Regions from separate parts of the Zea mays genome. Here all the other regions are linked to region 1. Evidence: chromatin contacts called from public Hi-C data. All regions are on one chromosome and are shown on one strand. The core of a region is the stretch at or near the end of the contact, and the rest is flanking DNA. Distances in the headings are between cores, read along the strand shown.

The links. Hi-C and Micro-C count contacts between places; a contact is called where the count stands out from the background.
Region 2: a Hi-C map of leaf shows a contact between it and region 1, with 2.6 times the contacts expected there. The contact joins the promoter of LOC103637689 here to the enhancer-like site in region 1. A contact is called at or near these places in 11 of 25 Hi-C or Micro-C datasets (bundle sheath, ear, endosperm and 3 more).
Region 3: a contact with region 1 is called in a Hi-C map of bundle sheath, with 3 times the contacts expected there. The contact joins the promoter of LOC103637691 here to the enhancer-like site in region 1. A contact is called at or near these places in 5 of 25 Hi-C or Micro-C datasets (bundle sheath, endosperm, leaf and 1 more) and 1 of 3 datasets of contacts at active chromatin or transcription factors (leaf).

What each region holds. Positions count from the first base shown.
Region 1 is chr1:99,329,298-99,332,576 of Zm-B73-REFERENCE-NAM-5.0, reverse strand. No RefSeq gene overlaps it. Among protein-coding and RNA genes, the nearest start is that of LOC103637689, 130 kb to the right of the region's middle. Within about 2 kb of position 1,341, at least 8 of the 20 cell types and tissues checked have an H3K27ac peak or open chromatin away from gene starts, as enhancers often do. A contact at or near this core is called in bundle sheath, endosperm, leaf and 1 more, where this site is marked.
Region 2 is chr1:99,197,466-99,201,110 of Zm-B73-REFERENCE-NAM-5.0, reverse strand. LOC103637689 (serine/threonine-protein kinase BSK2) reads right to left here and starts at 1,460. Exons shown (of 10, transcript XM_008660327.3): 1 at 1,108-1,460; 2 at 739-995; 3 at 510-645; 4 at 69-202. The coding sequence starts at 1,192.
Region 3 is chr1:99,498,354-99,501,753 of Zm-B73-REFERENCE-NAM-5.0, reverse strand. It overlaps LOC103637691 (NAC domain-containing protein 86), which reads right to left and starts at 1,711. Exons shown (of 5, transcript XM_008660334.4): 1 at 1,014-1,711; 2 at 505-782; 3 at 10-388; 4 at 1-7. The coding sequence starts at 1,170.

The DNA.
Region 1 (3,279 bases), core at 92-2,591:
TTTACTTGAAAATGAACATTGAAAATAACAATTAGAGAGAGAAAGTATCTTGCCAACAAAGTGGGAAGCATAGGGTCACCTCTGACCACCCAAGAAGGTGGAGACATCGTTAATGGCAGAGGTCGTGACGAGTAGCAGTGCCCGGTTAGAATTTGGAGTGAGGAAGGAGGCAGTGCCTAAGATCTGCCCGATGGCGACTAGCGAAGCATGGGTGAGCGACACGACACGAGCGGGTGAGGAAGTTCATAGGAAGGGAGAGAAGAGGGCATCTACGGGCCTGATTTCCTATTTTTTCATGTTGACGTAGGCAGGTTGGCGCGTAATGATCATGGCGCCCGAGTTGATGGCATGGCAGCCATATGCAAGCCAGAATAACACAACTTTTGGATCGTATGGCGTAAGAAGAGTAGAAACAGTGATCCAGTTTGGTCCTAAAGCACGTCGTGTCTTTATCGAACTGTACCAGATGGGTCGACCCAAGCCCGACCCATGCGTGTGGACCGTGATAAAAGGCCGATAGGCTAGAATTTAAGGCTAAGCCTATACCCATTTTCGGATCGTGCTAGCTCGGCCTATACCATCTTGTGCTTGGCCACCTTGAGCTCTTGTTTTTGAGCCGTGTACTAGCCGAAAAAAAAACCGACCATATTTCCAGCACAGCAGATGAGTGCTTGGCGCTGACCTACGACGCTGGCAGCCGTCACGCGAGACGAGATGACAGTGACACCGTTTTTGCTGTTTGGTCGCATTAGAGAGATTGGTGAGGTTAGACAGTTTATTTTTGAGAAGTAAAATTACTCTGATATTATTTTAAGAAATAGCTTTAAGAAATTTAAAAGTAAGACGTTCGATATGCAGGATTTTAGATTTGTGGGACATGGTCGGCAAGAGATTGGGTAATCCGGAAGCTAATAAAGTCGTCGCGCGCGCCGGCCGATGGCGATGTGTCGCAGAACGGATCGCCGTTCCTCGTTCAGCCGTTGAGGTAGGCATCGTCCGACGAAGCTGTGCCGTCGTACGTCCGCTTTCCAGCTGCAGAATGTTTACATTGCAGTGTCAGGCGGTCCACGACATGCATGCATGTCGTCCTCATTAGCAATATTACCAGCGATCTAGTCACCCCACCCGGCGCCGTGCCGTGTGACATCGTGTGGTTACAAACCAAAAGTAAACCAGCAACATTCTCCCTGACGCTGTCCCTGTCGTGCTCTGATCATTTTCGATGCTTTGGGCCAGCCTCTGATACGGCGATACTCACTTTTTGCTGAACGGTTATACAGTTGTTGTAAGTAGTGTGCATGGAACTGGAAGTAGTGCTCCACTCCAAGAGGGTGTACATGTTTCGCACGAGTTGTAGAACGACCCGCTGGCAGTGACAGGAGGCGAAGTGGCGATCAGAGAATGAAGGCGCGTCAGCTGGATAGAAGAATGTGCAGGCAAGTTGCGACAAGCAGTGGCGCATCCACCTGTTCACGTCGACATCGTCATGTATGTGGGCCCATCACCACTAAACCAAAGCGTTTTCTAACTTTCGTCCCGCCTGTATAGAGGTAGTGTTTGGTTACAAAGCCTACTTACACAACAACTATATTCTAGATTATAAAGATAGAGCGGCTCCATTCTATGTTAAGGGCATGTTTAGGAGAGTTTAAGGCCTTGTTTAGGTAGTATTTGGTTGAAGAGCCAAGTAGAACGGAGCCATTCTGTTCTAGTTTTGTCGCTGTTTGGTTACAAAGTAAATAGAACGGAATGGCTCCAATTAGGGAATATTCTCCTTAGATCCGGAACCATTCCGCTCCAAAAAAACAACCGGACGGAGCCGCTCCGTTCCCATCCCGCTCTCACAGTCACGCTCTGTTCCGTTCACTCTGCAACCAAACAAAAAACAGAGCCGCTCCGTTCCAGATTACCAAACACAGAACAGAGCGGCTCTGTTCCTAGAATCAAGGATAGAACGGCTTCGTTCTACTTAGCTCCTCAACCAAACACTACCTTAGGATAGCTCTAGCTCCAGAAAATTTGGTGAGGTTAGTGAAGTAGATCATTAGATGCTCCAGAAAATCATGGAGCTGGAGCTATAATTTGTTATTCTGGATAGCTCAAACCGAAGGTACATTTATAATTTGTTATTCTGGATATGGTAATGCAAATGAAAATAAGTTAATGATAATGTCTACATTATTTTTCGTATTTCATATATGAATTCTTCCTTATCATTTATTGTGCTTACGAAGATTTTTTCTTTCACAACCTTCGTCCGGAATTAATTATATCCGAAGGGACATAATGTCTTGAATGACGAAAGACTTTAATATTTAACACTTTTTATGTTGCCTTGTTCTTAACTCTTAGCATTTGAGAACAAGTCCCCAACATTGGCGCCCACCTCCGGTGAACTCACTTCCACTTTTTGAGTTTTGAACACCTTCGGCAAGCATAGACCTTCGTCATGCCGCCGAAGAAAGCTTCAGCAACAGGGGCTGTAGCTCTGCAACCACTGGATCCCAACTAGGAGACTCTCTCTCTTCGGGAGGCCCAAAGCCAGAAGAGGAAGGCCACCAGCCCAACGCCTCAGGAGGATGAATTGGATCAAGAGATCAGAGATATGGAGATGCTTCATCAACAGGTGCAGAGGAAGAAGGAAAAGATGGCTAGGCTAGCTGACCTGCAAAGGCAGATAGACGAAGCCTCTGAAGAAGTTCGTCATCTTACTCAAGATGAGCAGAACCGAAGGCCTCAGCACAGAGAGCTTCATCAGGAGGGCTTCTTCAACGAAGATGACTGGAATGAGAATTTCCATCATGGAAATTTTGCTTTTGATGATGCTTCTCCTCTGTCAGCAGAACTGCAGGCTACACCTTGGCCTCCGTCCTACAAGCCACCCCAACTCCCCATGTACGACGGTCACTCAGATCCGAAGCAGTTTCTGATGAGTTACGAAGCAACAATATCTTCATATGGTGGCAATACTGCAGTCATGGCGAAATCTTTCGTCATGGCAGTCAAGAGTGTTGCACAAACCTGGTACTCCTCCCTTCGGCCAGGAACAATCATATCATGGCAGAAGCTGAAGGATATGCTGATAACCAGTTTTCAAGGATTTCAAATGAAGCCGGTCACTGCTCAAGCCTTATTCCAGTGCACCCAAGATCATGAGGAATATCTTCAGGCGTATGTCCGAAGATTCTTACGCCTGAGGGCACAAGCGCCAACTGTGACCAATGAAATTGTCATTGAGGCCATGATCAAGGGGCTTCGGCCGGGACCTTCGGCCCAGTA
Region 2 (3,645 bases), core at 211-2,710, 130 kb after region 1:
GCCAGAATTTTAAAAAATATATATATGTGCAGTAAAAACTAGAAGCTGTCAACAAACTTGTTGTGTACCTCATCAAAAAGTACTCTATAAGCATTCAAATCATGATAGATTTTCCTGTTCTCCAAATTGCAATGGTCGAGAGCTTGTGCAATAAAATATGCAACCCTCAGCCTCATTTCCCATGGTAAAGGCTGTTTATCCCCTGAACAAAAAGGCAGTGCACAACAGAGTCAATGAAGGGAGACAAGGTGGACAGGACGCACGCACCTAGTCCGGGCGAACCAGACTTTTGCATGATCTGCATAGGTCAAATGCAGCAATGGTGAAGGACACAAAGTGCATTAAGTCATTGTGTTAATGCAGAGGAGATTGAGATTCACGGTTGGTGTGATCCGCCCACGAGGATCATCATCGAGTACGTCACCATAGACGACAGAAAAAGGCTGGAGTAGTCCTGGCAGGTGGATAGGGAAGGACTGGGGGAGACCCGGAGAGCACCGAGCACGTACAGTGGAAGAGATGCTTCGACAGGGTGTCGTTGGGCATGTACTCAGCGACGAGCAGCCTCTCGTCACCCTCGGCGCAGCAGCCAATGAGGTTGACGAGGCGCTTGTGCCGCACCTTCCCCACGCCCACCGCATCCGCCTGCAGCAGCAGCAGCAGCACTGCATCACATTGCGAGATCCGTGCCGGGAGGAAATCACACGTAGCGAGCATTGAAGCAACACAAATCCATACGAGGAACTGCTGCGGGTCAGGCCAAGAGAGGCGCGAGAAGCGTTTGACGGCGATGAGCCGTCCGCCATCGAGGCGGCCGCGGTAGACGGCGTTGGGCGCCTTCTCGCCGCTCTCCGAGACGATGAGGTCGGCGCTGAAGCCCTTGGTGGCGGCGCGCAGCTCGGCCAGCGCGAACTCCCTGAACACCGGCACCGCGCGCTTCACGGCCTCCTTGTCGTCGCCGTCGCCTCCCCCGTCGGCGGCGCCGTTCGCCGCCTCTGCCATTCGATTGGACACAGCAAAGCAGACGCGAGCGCGTGCCGGTTAGATGGATTCGGTGGCCGGGCGTTAGGGTTTAAGCGGCAGCGGGGGAGGGGGCGTGACGGTTACCGGGATCTGCAGGCTTGTCGGCGGGGAGCGCGGCGGCGTCGTTGGGCGGCAGGGGCCCCGCCACCTTGGACTGGAAGCACCCCATGGGCGCGAATGGAGATCTAGGATGCTTAGCGAAGCAAGAGCGATATGGTCGGTGGGAATATGGGAGTGCGAGAGCGTGCGCTCAACTCGACTCCAGTCCAGCGCGGGGGAGTGTGGATTGTGGAATGGAGCAGCAGGAGTGAGCTCGTGAAGGTGCGAGGCAGGAGGCAAGGCTCCGAGAGAAGCGCGGCAGCACGCAGGGGTGGCCGGGTGGGTGGGGGATCCGGTAGGTGCGCCCGCAACAGTCAACACCGAGCATCCCCACCTCCAGTCTTTTTCTCTTTGTTTTAAAAAAAATAAAATACGAAACCCCTAAAATCTCGTGCTAGTACTAATACTTTTTTCTAAAAAAATATTTTTCGTATAATTTAAGGTGGTCTTTTCCTAGAATTGAAACCAAACAGTTCCCAAGAAAAATCAGAGAGGGTATGTAGTGTTTGTGTTTCAGAACAGAATGGAAAAAGGAGACCAAGGGACGCATGGCAATTCCATGCAGGCATGCAGCTTGGGCTCCTGTTCTGAGATGCAACGAGTTTGGTACGAATTTAACAGTCAAAGTAAGGTTGACAAGCTGTATATATTCCTGTTCGTATTTACTTCAGTCCTACAAATATATTCAGCTTTTTTAAAATACTCTTGTACTACGACAACTAAAAATTTATCTTCTCCACCACTTGCTTCAAGCCACCACCAAAACTCAAAAGTTGTTGTTTAGTTCATGGACGGTAACGTAAACTACAACGGTAATGATTCACAACGATAATAAATTTGAATAGGTTAATATTTATTTTTAAGGGGTGTTTGGTTGCTCCTGCTAAAGTTTAGCCCGGGTCACATCAAACATTTGACTTTTAAATAGGAGTATGAAATATAGAACCAACCAACTGGACTAGATTCGTCTCGTCTTTTAATCTTCGGCTGACAAATTAGTTTTATAATCTGACTACATTTAATACCCGGAACGGAGGTTCAAACATTCGATGGGACAAGGGCTAAATTTTAGCGGGGTGTAACCAAACACCCCCTTAATGTAGTATATAATTACAGTTAAAGTTTCAGACATGATTTAATATTTTCTTACCTATCATGTTACAATTACTGAACCAAAGATTTGATTCCAACGTAAAAGTGGAGGTGTGGAGACTGGAGAGCCTGACGCCTTGCCCAAGTCCCGATCCTGACTGGGCCTGCTGTCTTCTTTTTACTGGGGAGTAGTACGTATTGGCAGCAAGCAAAACAAGCAAGGCCTGCAACAAGGAGCGCACGAGCGAGCCGGCAGTAGCAGGGGCGCAGGCGCGCAGCAGCATCAAGCTAGAATGGTGATCGCCTCCATGACTACCTGCGTCCGGGTTCGCCAGCCAGCCACGAGTGACTGACGACTCAGCCATCGATGCCATGCGAGGGACCACAACCTCGCAACGTCGCTGTCGCAGGCTCGACACGTGGGCTTCCTGCAGCGCCGCGCTGTTCTCTGTTCCGCAGGCGCGCAGCCCCACCGTTGGCGACTTGGGCACTTGGCGTGCCGAGCCACTCATACACCGTACCAATTTAATAGGTCGAGCCACGACATAAATATATAGCAGGTCGGGTCGTGTCGTGTTTGTCCATAAACTAAAATCTGAGTTTAACTTATTTTAAACAAATCATGTTAACATGGTCGTTTCTGACTTTTTAGACGAAATCCGAATTAGAGGCCTCATCCACATACAATATATATAATATTTAACGTATACAAATTATTATGCACTATTTTCAAGTTTATAAGATGATAAATATAAAATATAGCCAAAAACACATACTTGTTATTCGATGTCATTAAAAATATCTTCTAACATTTTGTGATACCAATCATCGCTTATACCATTAAAATCAATCCATCCAACAACTTCTTTTAGATACATATAATCGCCAAACCATTTAACCACTCTTAAGTCATTGTTGACCTTAAATAGTTCAAAATATTTCAATTTTAAAAATCTTCTCTCTGTCGATGCAACCATCATGTGTATAGTAAATAATATCCCTTTCTGTATCAAAATAGAATTTATTTTGCTTCTCTAGTGAATTCCTCATCTAGTTGCATATAGACATAAAAATCAAGAGTTAAAACAAATACTATTTTAGAACGAAGTGAATATTAGATAAGTAATTGAGACATTAGTTTAACAATCTAAACGAAACTGATCGATAGCGCATCGCTCTTACGTATTTATGTCTAGGGTAGATATGTTTAGCCAGGAAAAAGTGCTAACATCCAGTGGCCAGAGGGGCCCTCTGTTTTGAGGGGCCCGGTGCGGCTGCACACTCCGCACCCCTTGAGGGTCGGCCCTGCATGTTAAGCTATTGTGTCGTCTCGTGCTACCGTGTCAGATGACTCAATGTATGTCTTATAACAGAGCTTGAAAATAACTGGGGATCGAGATGGTCATATTTATATATATGGTGGGCTAGATT
Region 3 (3,400 bases), core at 462-2,961, 170 kb before region 1:
CGAACCAGTCCGCCGCCGCGGCGGGGAGGCCTTCGCTGACGAAAAACGTGTCGTCCTCGTGGGGAGACGGCAGGAGCAGGGGCGGCGGAGGCAGCGCGAGGGAGGGAAGGGCCGCGCTCGCGTCGTGCGCCAGCTGGAACGCGTTGCCGGGTTCAGGAGCCATGGCGCACGTTACAGCTCCCGCCGCGTCCAGCGTGGGACGAGTGGGGCTGGAGTTGGCGGGCGTGAACGGCGACGGCGACGACGACGCGCTTAGCTGCTCGCCGCTGGAGACCTCGCTCATCATGTGCCCTCTCGCGCTGCCGGCCGCTTTGGCCCTGCTCGCAGGCGGCGGCAGCAGCAGCCCGGCCTCGTGCCGCTTGATCACGCGGCACAGCGCGTAGGCGCCCTGCACACACGTACGTACGTGAGCAGCCGGCGGTCAGTTTAGCTAATTAGCTGAGCGATGAGCAGAAGAGAAGAGAATAGAATGATGGGACGAGTTGAAGGGGACGCAGCGCGTACGATGAAGTTGCACGCGCCGTGGACGAGGTCCTGGCAGAGGCGGTACTCGTGCATGACCCAGTCGGTGCGCTCGCCGCCTGGCGCGCGGCCGCGGTAGAAGACGAGCGTCTTGCGGAGGCCGTAGACGCCGCCGTCGCACGCCACGCGCCGGTCCTTGCCCGTCGCCTTCCAGTAGCCCGTCGCCGTGGCGCGGTTGGTGCGCGACCCGTTGGGGTACTTGCGATCGCGGGGGCAGAAGAAGAACCACTCCAGGTCGCGCTTCGGCAGGAACGACTTGTCTGCAACAATTAATTAACCAGTTACGTACGGAAATAATACAGTGATTCTCTGTTCTGAGCACCATGTTTCTTTTTTGTTGTTGTTGTTGAAAAGCCTATATATGCTGTTATCTGCGACCGGCCTAGCCTAGCTAGCTAGGGAGAAAAAGGGGAGAGAGCGAGATGCCCGGGCCGGGAGAGAAGAACGACAGGATATATAGGGTATACAGCTAGTAGCAAGTACACACACACCTGGTAGTTCCCATGGCTCGGACTTGTAGAGGTCGACGACGGGGATGACCTCGAGCTCGATCTTGAGGTTGTCCACCTTCCTCTTGAGGTAGTAGCTCACCAGCTCGTCGTCGGTGGGGTGGAAGCGGAACCCGGGCGGCAGGGTCATGGTGCCCATGGCCGGCAGCGGCAGGGGGAAGCAAATAAATGCTGCCGATCCAACACTACTACTACACTAGTAACCGAGAGATCGAATGTAAATGTCAACTCTGCCAAGCAAATATTTCAGGCAGCAGATGCGTATGTGTAGGCTGTGTGCTAGCTAGAGCGGCGGTTAGTAGATAGATCAGTGCGCGGCTGGCAATGGAAGAGGAGGAGGTTGAGGAGGGGATATCTGTTGAAGACGTGGAAGATCCAGAAATAGAAGCTCTTCCTAAGCAGCGCGCGGGGGATGACTATGACGACGACGAAGAAGAAGCCGATGGAGTCCAAGACCATTATCAGAGGGTCAGAGCCGCCTATAGCTAGCTAGATTAGTAAGTTACCAGCCAGCCAGCCAGCAAGATTATTAAGGTCTGGCGGGCCTCAAGAACAAACAATTGTTGAGGTCCAGCCGTCGAGGGAGAGAGGCTGCTTCAATAAGTTGCCTTGCCGATCAGGAACGGAGAGAGAGAGAGCAGCGGCAGGAGGGAGGAGGAGGAGAGGGTGTGAGAAGCCGCGGGGCGATGCCGTTTATATAGACACGGACGCGGACAGGGGAAACGGACACGGAAACTACAAACTACTAGTCTAAACTGGGAACTAGGGAAAGCGAGGGCGAGGTCGGCGGTCGTCCGCGCGAAGCAATTCCAAAGCCTACCTCTCGCGCCACCACCACCAGTCCACCACCACCCAGCCGCCGCGTGAAACCTTGTCACTGGACACACACACACGCAGCTCGCCAAAACCGCTGGCCGCCTTGCGATGACTGGCTGCTAACCAAAAGAGCGCGCAACGCGTGTCAAGCCCCTCTCGTGTGGTACGGTGCGTGCGTGCGCTCAGCTCAGTCCATTCGTCAGTGGGTACAGGTACATGCTAGCCACATGGTCGTCCGTGTTTCGTTCAGGTAGTCGTGCTTGCGAATCGACAGCTAGCTAAGGAGGGCTGGAGGAGCCCACACAAAGCAAAGCAAAGCAAAGCATGCGTGTTGTCTGTCCTGCACCTGCACCTGCACGTAGTTTCCATCTACGTACTGTGTCTGATCCTACTAATCTAGTAGAGGCGGCCGTTTATACCGTTCCGGGATCGGCTTCAGATCGGGGGCCCTTCTCCGCTTTTGCTGCGCGCGCGCGCGCGCTCTCCGGATTGTTGTGCCGCCTGGCCCAAAAGCGCGAATTTGTCTGTTCATATAAACTTTTTTGGTTTGTCCATATCATCCATGAGGTAGATGCTAGCTAGTAGTAGATCCGTGCTTAGCCCGTCGTTGCTGGATTTGGAGATGAGCCCGAGGATGGGATGAGTTTTCTTCACCGCCCAGTTTTTTTTAATTCTTATTACTCTCGCCTGTTTTCTCTTGGTTTTTACAGCTCATGTTCAGACAGGTGGCTGATCGACTTAACTTATTCCAGACGGGTCATGGCACGTTTTTGTATTTTAACTTATTTCCTTTTTATTTTAGCTTTTTTTTCAACAAAAAGAGTTACGTCTGCTGCCACGCCAGCCCACCTGTGCCTGCGGTGACCGGTGCTATAGGTCATGACGCCGATAAGTGTTATCTCGGCGCTATGATCTATGACGCTAAAAAAAATCATAAAACAACATTAAGTACTCTATAGGTCTAAACGTGAAAATTGTTCGGAAAAATAACTAAAATACAACAAAAAAATCTGGTCGCACCGTATCTTACTAACTACTCCCTCCAATCTTCAAATACTTGATGTTTAAGGGTTTTTTACTTTGAATGCAAAAAACTTGATGTTGAAGCATTTAGAGCTCATTTTGGACTAGTATATCCCTCAGACAGTTCGTTTTTCCATGCACAGTACGTACATGCATACATACATTAATTACCAGAAAAAGGCAAAAAGAGGAACCATGAGATTCACGCGAGCTGGCATTTCAATGCCTGCACCAACGCTGCAACCAACTAGGCAACCATCATTTTTAAGCAATCTAAATCTATTTATTAGGGATGTTGGATTAATGTGGACTTAACCCAAATTAATAGTTAATAATAGCCAATCCTAATAGTCTACTTTAATAAAATGGTGTACTAATAATTTAGTATTATATTGGAAGTTAAAGGGACAAATCAATCAACTTAAATATATGGACCATTGGTGTATCTATTAAGAAGTTAAAAAAAGGATGAAGTACTACAACACGCGTGCGGGCGCCGCCGTCGCCGTCGACCCGGCCGTGCCTGTGGT